2 separate regions of the Sus scrofa genome follow, and region 1 is linked to region 2. The links are chromatin contacts, called in public HiChIP or PLAC-seq maps. All regions are on one chromosome and are shown on one strand. Each heading gives the region's core, a stretch centred on a gene start, on an enhancer-like site or on the middle of the called end of the contact. The rest is flanking DNA. Distances are from core to core; before and after follow the strand shown. Region 1 holds the start of SRPRB (signal recognition particle receptor subunit beta). Region 2 holds the start of TOPBP1 (DNA topoisomerase 2-binding protein 1).

What was found. HiChIP or PLAC-seq counts read pairs in DNA pulled down with a chosen protein or histone mark.
Region 1: an H3K27ac HiChIP or PLAC-seq map of alveolar macrophages shows a contact between it and region 2. The contact joins the promoter of SRPRB here to the promoter of TOPBP1 in region 2. A contact is called at or near these places in 1 of 5 promoter capture datasets (liver), 2 of 47 Hi-C or Micro-C datasets (embryonic fibroblasts and heart right ventricle) and 1 of 2 datasets of contacts at active chromatin or transcription factors (alveolar macrophages).

What each region holds. Positions count from the first base shown.
Region 1 is chr13:74,974,261-74,980,886 of Sscrofa11.1, forward strand. It overlaps SRPRB (signal recognition particle receptor subunit beta), which reads left to right and starts at 1,770. Exons shown (of 7, transcript XM_021069470.1): 1 at 1,770-1,985; 2 at 2,591-2,685; 3 at 3,533-3,610. The coding sequence starts at 1,832.
Region 2 is chr13:74,844,376-74,850,965 of Sscrofa11.1, forward strand. It overlaps TOPBP1 (DNA topoisomerase 2-binding protein 1), which reads right to left and starts at 2,002. Exons shown (of 28, transcript XM_021069465.1): 1 at 1,813-2,002; 2 at 1,096-1,186. The coding sequence starts at 1,179.

The DNA of each region.
Region 1 (6,626 bases), core at 520-3,019, 130 kb after region 2:
ACAGAGATGCCACTGACCACTTCCAGGACACGTTTTATTCCTGTGTTGCTGACTCTTCCTTCTTAGGCTTCTTCATAGGGATCCCCTCTCCTCCTCACTCTTCAGGCCCTCCACGTTTAATGACCATTTATTTACATATGAAAATATGGCACTTATTGCTGAAATTTCACATACGTTTACTGCATCACCTGCTCCACATAGGATTTTCGAATTCTCAGAGGCACTAGAAACTCCATCTATAGCAAAAGAGAGGCAGTTTTCAATCTGGCTATATCCCCAGCTCCAAAGACCCTCCAACTGAGTTCTCCCTCCAATTTATGTTAAGCCCTTTGACCTTCCCAATAACACACAGCAACTGCTTCAGATGCAGTCTTGATAACTCTCCTTTTCCTTAACTCAGCATATCCAATTAATCACCAAATCCTATACATTTGCCTTCTAAATATCTGTGCCCTCCTTTCCTCTGCCTTTGGTTCAGACCCTGTGCATTGTTTGCTAAAACACTACAATAGCTACTAGCTGGTCTCCCTGCCTCCAGACTTTTCTGTCTCAAACCGTAGCTCACCATTGATATGCCAATCATCTATTTCATTCTCAGTGACACTTCCTTTTGCATTCTGGCTAAAGTCTAGGTTCCTCAGCATAGCACACAGTCCCTTCAGGTCTGGTTTTTGCCAGCATTTCCTGCTTCATCTCCTCTCACTTCTGCTGAAACGACACCTGCTTGATGACAGAGACTGCAAGCTAGCAGTCCCTAAGCCAGCCACATCTGATGCAATGAGGTATCACAAGTTTTTATTACTTACTATAATTTGAAAAGTGGGAAATTTACCTTAAGAACTTGTCTTTCTGGCATCTCTTGAAAAACTCAAGAGTTGGCCACACTGGTCCCACATTCTTGCCTGAAGAGTGGTGGCTGCCACTTTAGGGTAGGAGTGACAGTATTTGTTGCTGTTGTCTTTTTAGGGCCACACCTGCAGCATATGAAGTTCCCAGGCTAGGGATCTAATCGGAGCTGTAGCTGCTGGCCTAGCCACAGCCACAGGCACACCAGATCCGAGCGGCATCAGCGACCTACACCACAGGTCACGGCAACGCCGGATCCTTTAACCCAATAAAAGAGGCCAGGAATCGAACCCGAGTCCTCATGGTACCCAGTCGGGTTTGTTACCGCTGAACCACGACAGGAACTCCAGGAATAAGTTTTTAATGGCCCTTGCCCCTCCCATTGACTTTCCTGGCTGCTTCCCTTGATGTATTTATCTCAGTTGTAGCTTTCAATTTACAATGTACGGACAATGAATTGCTCATTTTCTTCTGCACAGAGCAACCTTTCTTCTGTTATGCCTGAAGAGCCTAACTCAGTTCCTATCATTTTCCTCCAGGAGCTTTCCCCTGAACCCAGGTGGACTAAGCGACCCTTTCTGCCTTCCCATTCCACGCCTTACATCCTCTGTCACACTTCATGCCACATTACTTTCCGATGAAATGTTTGTGAAACGCTTGAGTTCCTCACAAGTTTCACGAAGGGAGATTTCTTGAGCATTTATTTTATTCTCCCATCATTTTGTCCACGGTCATGGAGACAGCAGAGACATCTGACTCATCTTAAAGGATGAACATGTCACACAAACCTCGGCTGACTGCCCATCTCTCCGTGGGAACACACTGTCCCAGAGAACTACAACTCCCATCAGGACCTTCAGGATCCCGGACTCGGAAAGAGGAAATACAACATAGGAACTACCACTCCCGTGATGCTCCGCTTCGCACGCCTGCGCAGAGCCTAGGGCCACGTCGCTTTTGCAGTGCCGGGTGTAAGTACTCAGACATGGCTTCTGCAGACTCCCGGCGGATGGGGAATGGCGGCAGTATGGGGGGCGCCTTCCATCCCTACCTGGACTCCTTGCGGCAGGAGCTACAGCAGAGGGACCCGACGCTGCTGTCAGTCGTGGTGGCGCTCGTCGCGGTGCTGCTGACGCTAGGTAAAGAGGGGGCTGGTGGATTAGGTGGGTGCAGGGCAGGCGGGGATCCGATCTTGGACTGGGCTGTGCCGACCGCGGACGCGGTGTGGCGGTGCCACCTGGGGGGCGTCTAGAGAGGAAGACTCACTCGATACAACTCCCTGCTTTTCTGCCTGAAGCAGCGTGAGTAGCGCTACGTTAAAGAGGATTTCCCGCGACCCCAGGAGTCAAGTTTCAGTCCTCGGGCATGGGTTACTAGACCCTGTTTTGCCTAGGCACGCGGTTCTCCCCACTTCCATTGCTCTTGTTGCCAAGACTCAAAGGGTCTTCTCTCCAAGTTTGAGCATCCTGTGTTTGAGCTAGAAGCCAGCGATACAGGGTTAATAAAGCCGGATTGCATTTGAAGAGTATGCAGTCGAGGTAGGGGGTGCAGATACAGAAAAGTTGACAGTTAATAGTCGCAGGCGCTCAGCAGAGTTACTAAAATAATGATTATAATGGTGGTAATAACAGAGTAAACTCCAGGTGAATGAGGTGTTCTGTGGTAGACTTCTCTTAATTTTCCCCAACCCAATCACACACGCGTAATCAAGGCGTAATTTTGGTTCTTTTTTTCTATTCCACAGTGTTCTGGAAGTTCATCCGGAGCAGAAGGAGCAGTCAAAGGGCGGTTCTTCTTGTTGGCCTTTGTGACTCCGGGAAAACATTGCTCTTTGTCAGAGTAAATGCTTTGATTTTCACCTTTCTTAAACTTGATAGGAAAACTTAGGGCATCCCATTATTCCTGTGAGGTTTACTGAGCTGATGCTGACAGCTGGGGAGTTAATTCTTGACTCCTTTGGGAAAATGAAAAGACTCTTGAAAAACTCAAAATAACCTGGGATTTCTCTACCATTTCTTTTCTCTTGCACTTGCCAGATACTGACATTTAGCCCTTATCCCATTTAAGGGTTTTATATACTAACTACTTTCATGCCATGGCTAAGGATGCCAGGACAGCTGAAGAGATTACAGTGTATAATTCATTGTGTAACAAACTCTTTTGAGAATTTGTCAAAGGAACTTTTTAAAAGCGTGATTCTCCTTCCACATATTGGGCCACTTAGGCTTCTTTTCATTAATACTTATTTTAATCTACTTAGTATTTTTAAATATTTGGTTTTTTGCTACAGAGAGTAGCAGAGGTTTTCTCCTTATTACTTACTCTTCTTTTTGTTCTGCTAAAGACATATACTCTCTGATCATCTTTGGTGATTAAAAATGTTGGGTGGAAGGTCAGTAAACTTGACCACTAACTATTTGAAACTATTATTTGAACATAATGGTTTAAAAACAATGGTTTTCCTTCCTCTCTCACTGGAGCGAGGGGAATGAATTTTGCAGTTAATTAGTTTTTCTATAAGAAGAGGGAAAAATCAATATGATCCTTTTCAGCTATTGCTTTTCAGCAAGCAACATTCATTTGTGTGACCTGACACCTGGGAGAGGTATATCAAAATTACTTTCTTTAGGTTTGCTATTTATATGTTTATTCTGATCTCCCTCATATATTTTTTTCTTTTAAACAGTTGTTAACAGGCCTTTACAGGGACACTCAGACTTCCATCACTGACAGCTCTGCTGTGTATAGAGTCAACAATAACAGGGTAAGGGGTTCCTAGACTGTTGGGAAGCTGACAATTTTACTTTGGTGTATCAGGAAAAGACTTTTCTAGGATGGATTAGTCTGAGGGCATCGGTACCATTCAGAGCTTATTTTTGTGGCTAAATGTTGCCTAGGTGACAGTTCTGCTCTCAACCATCCAAGTGGTGGCCTTAATTATGTCCTCCCTGGCTTTGTGTACCTTATGCACACTGATGTTACATCACATTTTGTTAGTTTTTGTTTCTGTGTCTTCTTTCCAACTTTACAAGGGTGAGCATTAAGCCTTTTTCTTTTCATTTATGTTTTGAATAGGTAGTACATATGGGACCAAAATTCAAAAGGCTAAAAAGGATATTTTGTGAAAAGTAATTTTCGCTTTCCTATCCTTCCTTACAAGTCTTCTCCTTGGAGGTAATAACCTGCCACGTTCCTGAATGGCCTTCCAGATGGTCTCTACTATACAAACATATCTTTATATTTTATTTTATTTTTTTTTAACACACTGTTCTGCCCTCTTTTTTGGGGGGGGAGGAGATTGTTTTTAATTTACAATATGACTGATATACAGCTTGGGTTTGCTTTCATTTTCTCTTCCTCATTTGCATACATAGTATCACCTCATTGGTTTATGAGCTGCATAGTATTACGTTATGTGGCTGTATCATACAATTAAGTTTTTTTTTTAATGAGTCCTATTAAAAGACATTAAGTTTTTTTGTTGTTACAATCATATTTTTACAAACAGTATTGCATTGGGTATCTCAGAGTATACATGAATATATATTTTAAAAATACCATTAAGGAATAATGAGAAAGACTTTTTATGTACCGGTATGGCTTGGAATGTAGAGGGTGACTTCTAAGCCAGTTATAATGTTTTTAAGTATTTAGTGAGTGAGTGGAAGGAACGTAGCTGGCTGGCTGGTTGGAGGAGTTAGATGTATAGATGGATGAATTAGAATGGTGATTTTAGAGACCTTTTCCCCTTCTCCTTGGTTCCACACCCACCCCACCCCTGCCCTTTTCTGGTACCTCCAGAATTAGACATTGTAAGCAAAGATAAAGAGACATCCTTTAAAATGTCTTAGAGATATTTTTTCTTTTTTCAGTAATGGCCATCTTTCTGGTTCAGACCTTTCTAAACTCCCAAGGATTCAGATTTTGAAATTTCTCGTTTGGAAGAGCTTTAATTCTTAGGGCAGTTGTACTAGATTTTTTTAAATGGGGGTATTCCATAGTATGCTTTAGACCTATACATTCCAGTAGAGTAGCCACTGGTCTTGTGTGACCATTGAGCACCTGAAATGGTGACTAGTCCAAATTGAGGGTATTGTAAGTATAAAATATACACCAGATCTTGAAGACTTAAGATGAAAAAAAGAATGTAAAATATCAATTTCTTGATTTTTTTATTATATTAAAAAGATAATTTAGATTTGTTGGATTATGTAATATATATTATTAAAATTTTACCTATTTTTTTTTACTTTTTTAGTATGGTTATCAGAAAACAATATTACATAAAAGACTTGCATCTTTCTATTGAATATGTAAAATATTCTTTTTTACTTTTCCCAACCATTTATTTATTTGTCTTTTCTAGGGCCGCTTCCTGTGGCATATGGAGGTTCCCAGGCTAGGGGTCGAATTGGAGCTGTAGCTGCCAGCCTAAGCCAGAGCCACAGCAGTGCAGGATCCGAGCCACGTCTGCAGCCTACATCACATCTCACAGCAATGCTGGATCCTTAACCCACTAAGCAAGGCCAGGAATCAAACCTGCAACCTCATGGTTCCTAGTCGGATTTGTTAACCACTGCTCCACGATGGGAACTCCTCATCCTTTTATGTTTTAGATCTAGTCTCTCAAGACAGTAAAGTATCTTATGGATTGTTTATAGTATGTGGTGCGGTGCTGATTACGAAATGTGATAGTGAGTCCCAATCCAAGGTCCTTAGACTCTTACCAGTATTTTTTTTTTTTTTTAAATGGCTAGTACACTTTGTATATTTACCTAAAAAAGATTGCACAGACTGAGAGGTCATAGTGTATCCAACTGTAATTATGTCAGATCTGTGTATAATGCTGACTGACTTGCTGAATAGTGGTTGAGGCTGGCTGTGGAGAAGGTAGAATGCCTGAGAAATGATCCGTGGGTCTGATACATGTACCAGGACTATACCTGAGAGTCTTAGCTTTGAGCACAGCCACATCTGCATTGAACCTGAGCTCAAGAATGAAGGCCTGGAATGAACAGCATATAAGTGGGCATTTAATCAGGTTGCTCGGTAGGGGCACAATCTCTGCCCCCATTCAGTGATTGTCACCTGGATCAAGAATTGACACAAAATATTCACAGAGTAGGAACAAATGCATAGTGTGTCTAATGGATGTATATTTTAAAATTAAGTTGCGGTAGAAATAGAACATCTTGTTTTTTTGTAGAGGTTGGGGATCCCTGTAGTGGTAACATGCTGTGTGATAAAGTATAGGTTCTTATATTACATTATTTAATTTTTGACTATTTATTACTGTTTTTTACGTTTTTGCTTTTATTCATACTAGTATATTTCCCTAGCTTCAGATGGATTTCCCTGACTTCCCCAGGCAGGGTCAGGTTTCTCACATACCCTCAGAACATTTATCAAAGTTGGAATTTTACATGTATATGTAATTTTACATTGTGTTGACCTTTCTGATTATAGTATAAGCCCTGCTGGGGCAGGGATCATGCCTTTGCCCACTGTTATATCTCAGAACCTCCACTGATGATTTATAAATAGTAGATGCTCCATGAACATTTGTTTGATTCACTAATCCGTTACAGTGATATTTTTTGATTCGTTAATTGATTGGGTACCATTCTGATATATGAGCTTTGATATGAAAGATTTATGTTGTTGGGAGTTCCATCGTGGCTCAGCAGTAACCGATCTGACTAGTATCCATGAGGACGCGGATTCGATCCCTGGCTTTGCCCAATGGGTTAAGGATCTGACATTGCCATGAGCTGTGGTGT
Region 2 (6,590 bases), core at 752-3,251:
AAATAAATTGTTATCTTCCCTTCTCCTTTTCCCCCAACAAACATCCTCCAGAACCCTTTAACCTGTTTTGCATTTCTCTCCCCACGGTACTTAGCACCTTTAACACACTATAGTTTCTTCATTTATATGTCTGATTAATGTCTATTTCCTCCTAGACTAAAATGAAAACTCTGAAAAACTATGGATCTTTGTCTGCTCTGATCACTGACACATGCCGAGTACTAGAACAGTGCTCATCAGATGAAGGATACTCAATAATTACTTGCTGAATGAATGAACTTTAAAAAGAAACCTGCTACAACAGTGGTTTTTAAACTTTAACAGACCCAGGATCTTGGTTTTTTTTTTTTTTTTTTTTTGCTTTTTAGGGCTGCACTCACGACATATGGAAGTTCCCAGGTGGAATGGGAGCTAAAGCTGCTGGCATTCACCACAGCTATAGCAACACAGGATACAAGCAGAGTCTAAGACCTACACCACAGCTCATGGTAATGCTGGATCCTTAACCCACTGAGCAAGGCCAGGGAAGGAAGCCGCATCCTCCTGGATCCTAGTAAGGTTTGTTAACTGCTGAGCTACTAAGGGAATTCCTGAACACAGGATCTTGTTAAAAACCAGATTCTAGCTGCTAAGTATGAGTTAGGGCCCAACTCTCAGGCCATGGTGATGCTACTGATGATGTCAGTGAGTAACAAGGCTCTACACGACCCTACCTGCTCTGATACAATACTGTACATAACAAAACATAGTTTTAACAATTAACATCAACAAAAAGAAAGTGTAACCAATACAGGACTCACATTTTTTTCAACAAAGGTCTGTGGTTTGTAGACAAAAAGAAATTATTTTCAGAACAGCAGGTCCACCACTTTCAACAGAAATGTCATCAAAGATTTCATGCACCCCCAAATATATAATGTTTACATCAATTCAAAAATGTGTAACAATGAGATATCTAATAATGTAGACTACAGTAAAACTATTATGAACATAAAATAATTATGAATAAGACATAATAGGCCTAATAAATCAAAACAACTAAAAACAAGAAAAGGAATTCACTGCATCAAACAAGACATTTTCAAGTATTCTTACCTCAAGAGCTTTAAAAAAACATTCGGAATTGTCTGAAGACTTTAAAAACTTCACAAAAAACGGTTCTTTGTCATTTTTGGACATTTTTGAACTGTCAAAATAAAGGAACCGTTAACAAGAACATTACATATGAAGTTAAATGTTTAAAGCACCTATTTTCCTGCGTAGATAAGAATGCCTCAGGACAAACATTCTGGCCTTGCCTTTGAATTCATCATTACGGTTTGTAGAAAACACTGGAATGTGGACAAAGTCAAGGAAAAAGATGACAACACCAATCCTTGCAAATAAATCGGATAACGAAATTAAGGTCGCTAAATTGAATCCGTCAAGGGCCTGTGCTCAGGGGCTCTAAGTTCCTTAAGCCAAAGCGCATTCAATTGTACTTAGCTTAAAGATCCTCTGAATGAATCGGTCCCTGCGGGAATCCGCGGCCCTTGAGGTACGTTCAGCCCTCAGTAATGTAAACGTTTAAATATAAACGTGAAAACAAGCGAGCAAAGTCATGCCCCGTAATTGGCCGCCGAAAAGCGCTTGCTCCCCAGCTCCCGGGGCAAGGCCCGGCTCTTGGTCCAGCAAGCAGTCATGTCCTCTCTGGCGTCTAAGTTCCACCCGCCGGTCCCGGGCCGGTTACAGGGCCCCAAAGGCCAGAGACAGCGTCCCGAAAGCACCGCGGGATGGAGAAGGAGCTGACTCCTCTCTCCGAGCTTCACTCACCACGGTGGCGCCTGGGGGTCTCCGGGCGGCGAGAGTGGGGCCGCGCAGCCGGCAAGACGGCTGCTGGGCTCGGGCGCCAGCCCGGCGCACACCCGCCGCACCCGGCGGCGCCCCCGGCCCAAAGCAAGCGCAGACCCGGAAATTGCCGAACCCGAACTGACTTTCGCGCCAACTGCAGAAACTTCCGGCGGAAGTGACATCAACGGAGTCGAGCGAGGCGGGCAGAGGCGTCTAGAGACGTGGTGGGCGGTCGCTATGGTGAGGTGGGATCCCAGTCTAGGTGTTCTGGAAATCTAGGGCTAGAGCCTTTGGGACCTCCGGGCTCGGAAGGGCGAGCTGGGCTCCGCTGGGAGTTGGCCAAGCGCTGAGGACTAGCGGGTAGGGGGCCCGGAGTTCCTTAGAGGAGGCCCCAATACACCCAAAAAATAAAGCCAGGGGAAAGAGGGTTTTCCTCGATAAATATTTTACACCTAGAGACCATGTATTATCGTCCAAAACAACACTGTGGGGCAAATAGTGGTATCTCCACTTTATAGATGTAAAAACTGTGGCTTAGGGAAATTAAGTGACGTGCTCAAGGTCACAGTAAAGTAGAATTTAGACTGCTTCCGGGTCTGTTTCACCCTGTGGACTGGCGGACTGGATTCTTTTCCTTTCAGTGTATTATGAATGTATTCATCAGCTACCTCAGCCAGGAAGTCTAAAGGGAAGAAAGGTGTCAGGACGACCTGAATTACACACCTGGTGCAAAGAGATCTTTACCAAGGTCTTCTGTGATTCCCCCTTCCCTTAAACCTTTCAATGAGCATCTCATTTTCCTTCTCTGTAACCACTTGAGTTAGATTCTGGGATGGAAGCTACTGTTGAGAAGGCAAAGATCAGGGGAGAGGAGGTGAAACAGGATCGCTGGATCCTGGCTGGTTGATGGACAATGACAAAGTGCTGAGTTAGCATTTTCTCCTCAATTTATTCCAGACGAGGTTGATAAAGTCATGACTTGAGTAATGTTGAGAGTTTAAGGCCCTGTACCTTGATTGTTTTTCTTTTCCGTTTTAATGTCTCAATATAGCAAAGAGCAGCTTGGGTCTAAGTGTGTGAACATATCTGTGGAAGGGTAGTCAGAATAACACAGGGGCTCAAAGGTAAAGCACTGTTATCAGGGAGATGGTGAGGCAAGTCTACATACACATGAGTGAAAGTTACTAGAGTTGTAAAAAGAAATGGCACCGCCTCAGTTCACTGTGAGGGAGCAAGTCTGTGGTGAGCTGTGTAGTAATTACTGTTGTCAGGCACCCCACAGTGGACAGGGGACTCCTGCTTGCCCTGTTCCTGCTCACTCTACCCAGCGTTCTGCCCTAGAATGTGGGCATTACTGTCCAAGTCACCTAGATGGGAAAGTGAAGCTCAGGGCTGTGTGACTTGCCCAGGGCCACCCACCTGGGAGGTGGCTGTACCTGCATTTGAGCTGAGGTGCTGTGGCCAGAAGGCTTAGCTCCTCCTGACCCACCACAGGGGTCCCGGTTACAGGCTGCCACCCATCTCTACAGGGAGGTCAGCCCTGGGGCAGGAGCCTGATCCTGACCATTCCTGGGGCCCAGTGGAGGCCTCATGGGAGGAGGAAGGGACTCACAGATGCTGCTAATGAGGAGGAGGAGGAGGAGGGGGAAAATGAAATCAACCCTTTAGCTTTTCGTGGCTGGATCTGAATAGCAAGGGAGTCCATCTCCTCTTGAGAACAGGAGACCAGGGGCCAAGTTTTGCCATCTGTATCTGCACATGGGCAAAGAGGGTCTGTCTTGGAGGCCCCTAATCTTGGGCATTAGCTAGAGCCCTGGGTCTTTGTCTGGTGTGGTGCCTGGACCAGCAGCATAAGCATCACCTGAGAATTTGTTAGAAATGAACATTCTTTTTTTTTTTTGTCTTTTTGCCTTTTCTTGGGCCGCTCCCATGGCGTATGGAGGTTCCCAGGCTAGGGGTCTAATCAGAGCTGTAGCTGCCAGCCTACACCAGAGCCACAGCAACGTGGAATCCAAGCCACGTCTGCAACCTACATCACAGCTCATGGCAACGCCCGATCCTCAACCCACTGAGTGAGGCCAGGAATCGAACCCAAAACCTCATGGTTCCTAGTCGGATTCTTTAACCACTGAGCCACAACGGGAACTCCAGAAATGAACATTATTGAGTCAGACTTCTTGAAGTGCGGAGTTGGAGGGTGGGGCTGCTGCTCTGAGTTTTAACAAGCTGATTCTAATGCATATTAAGGTTTGCTTGCATAGCAGTCCCTTAGGAAAGAGTGAAAGTGGTTATACAGGTTGCGGTCCATGAAGATTTCAGTAAAAACAGGAATAGTTGTGATGTGCTCTCTGGCAGCTACCTTTGGAAGATAAATCTGGGCCTTAACTTTACTCTTACCTCCCTCACATTAATCCCTGTTTCTTTGGCATTTCTGTGACCTAGAGCCAGAAGCTTCAGACCCTGCCTGGAGTACAGTTATAGGGAACCTTATGTTTGTAGAATGAAGAGACACAGGAAATAAATATAGCAGGGCAGTTACTTTTAAAATGTGGATGGTGAGAAAACGAGTATTTCTTGTCCTATTTTGCTACATAGATAAGATTTCTGAAAACTAAAAAATAAACTAAAAATAGATTGTTTTCAGTGATAGGGTTTTATATTTGTTTTCAGTGCTGTAAATGAATACGTACCTACATATAAGGAAATGTATAATTAAAAAATGAGATTAGTACATATAGGACAGACTCTTGGTTGCCAGGGGGGAGAAGGAAGGGGTGGGATGGATTGGGAATCTGGGGTTAGTAGATGAAAACTCTGGCATTTGGAGTGGATGGGCAATGAGATCCTGCTGTATAGCACATGGAACTATGTATCTACTTACTTGTGATGGAACATGATGGAAGATATTGTGAGAAAAAGAATGTGTGTATATATGTATGACTGGGCCACCTTGCTGTACAATAGAAATTGACAGAACATTGTAAATAAATCATAATAAAATTTTTTTAATAAATTAAAAATACAAAAAAATGAGATTAGTAAATTATCTTTCTTGCTGCAGAAATAGTCTTTGCTGCAGCACAATATTTATTTGTTGTCTGTCTTCAATAGCTGGATGGTAGAACATCGGCATACTGAGTCTGCTAAAGTATAGGGAAAAGGAGGTAAAATGGAATGTTAGTGGCATGTGTTGGTGGCTGTTAGCTGCATTTAATTAGGTATTATAAGAAAGTAATAAACTCAGAAGAAGTGGCTTGATTTCAAGCAAAAAATAAGAGAAAAAAATCCAGGAGTGCCCATCATGGCTCAGTCTTAACCACTAGACAACCAAGGAGCTCCCTGGATGCCTTCTTAGGTCTGTCTCGTTTCTCTAAACTGTGTTTCTTTTTTTTGTCTTTTTGCCATTTCTTGGGCCACTCCCGAGGCATATGGAGGTTCCCAGGCTAGGAGTCGAATCAGAGCTGTAGCAGCTGTCCTAATCCAGAGCCACAGCAACTCGAGATTCAAGCCGCGTCTTCAACCTACACCACAGCTCATGGCAACGCTGGATCGTTAACCCACTGAGCAAGGGCAGGGATCGAACCCTCAACCTCATGGTTCCTAGTTGGATTTATTAACCACTGCGCCACGACGGGAACTCCTAAACTGTGTTTCTTTACTTACCAAATAAAACATTTGAATAGTCTTGTCTAAAAGTGTGATTTCTAGGGAAACTCAAACTAAGACAAAAGACCCAAGACATTTGCTCCTCTTGATAATGTGTGTTGTTGCTGGAACAGAGTGCTCAGCCACAGATTCCAGTTCCCATCCTGTTTGCATCTAGGTGGGATCATGTGACTGAGCTATGGCTGATACAATGTAAGCTGAAGTGATGTTTAGCACTTCTGAGCCTGGTCCATGCCAACCTCTCATACTGGGTCCCACACGTCCTTATTCTAGATCCCAACACAAACAATAGTCTTGGAAACTGCATGTTGAAAATTGCAGAGCTCTGAATGTCTGTCAAGAGCTCCAAAGATGAAATCTCCACCCCCCACCCCACCCACCCCACCCCCCTGCCTCTTCAACAGATAAGCACTACTGCTGCCAACTGGGTTTTATATTAGCAATAGTTTACTGTATTAAACCACTGAGATTGAGAGTTTCATCTGTTATGGCGACTGGTACCAACCTAATCAATTCTGAAGTTGGCAGGGTTTATTTTTTATTTTTATTTTTTTTCTTTTTCGAAGTTGGCAGGGTTTAAACAGATGTGTTGCCACTTCAAAAACTGTCTTTGCAGAGTTCCAGTAGTGGCTCAGTGGGTTAAGGATACAGCATTGCAGTGAGCTGTGGTGTAGGTCACAGACACGGCTCAGATCCCACGTTGCTGTGGCTGTGGCTGTGGCTGGCACCTGAAGCTCTGATTCGACCCCTAGCCTGGGAACTAACATATGCCGCAGGTGCAGCCCTAAGAGGAAAAAAACAAAACTGTCTTTCATTACCAGAAGGCCCTTGGAAAGAGGAAAGAATGAAGTGACTCCAGAGGCCACCTGGGAAAAAACATGGACTTGGAAGCAGGCTGCCTAGTTTTTTTGGGGGGGTTTTTTTTTTTTGTAACCTAAGAATTTTATTTTTTAAAGTTTTATTGAAGTATAGTTGATTTACAATGTTGTGAAGGCTGCTTAATTTGAATGTCAGCTCTGACATGTACCGGCTGGCTACCTTGTGCAAATTACTTAACCTCCGTGTACCTCACTTTCTTCCTGTATAAAATGAGA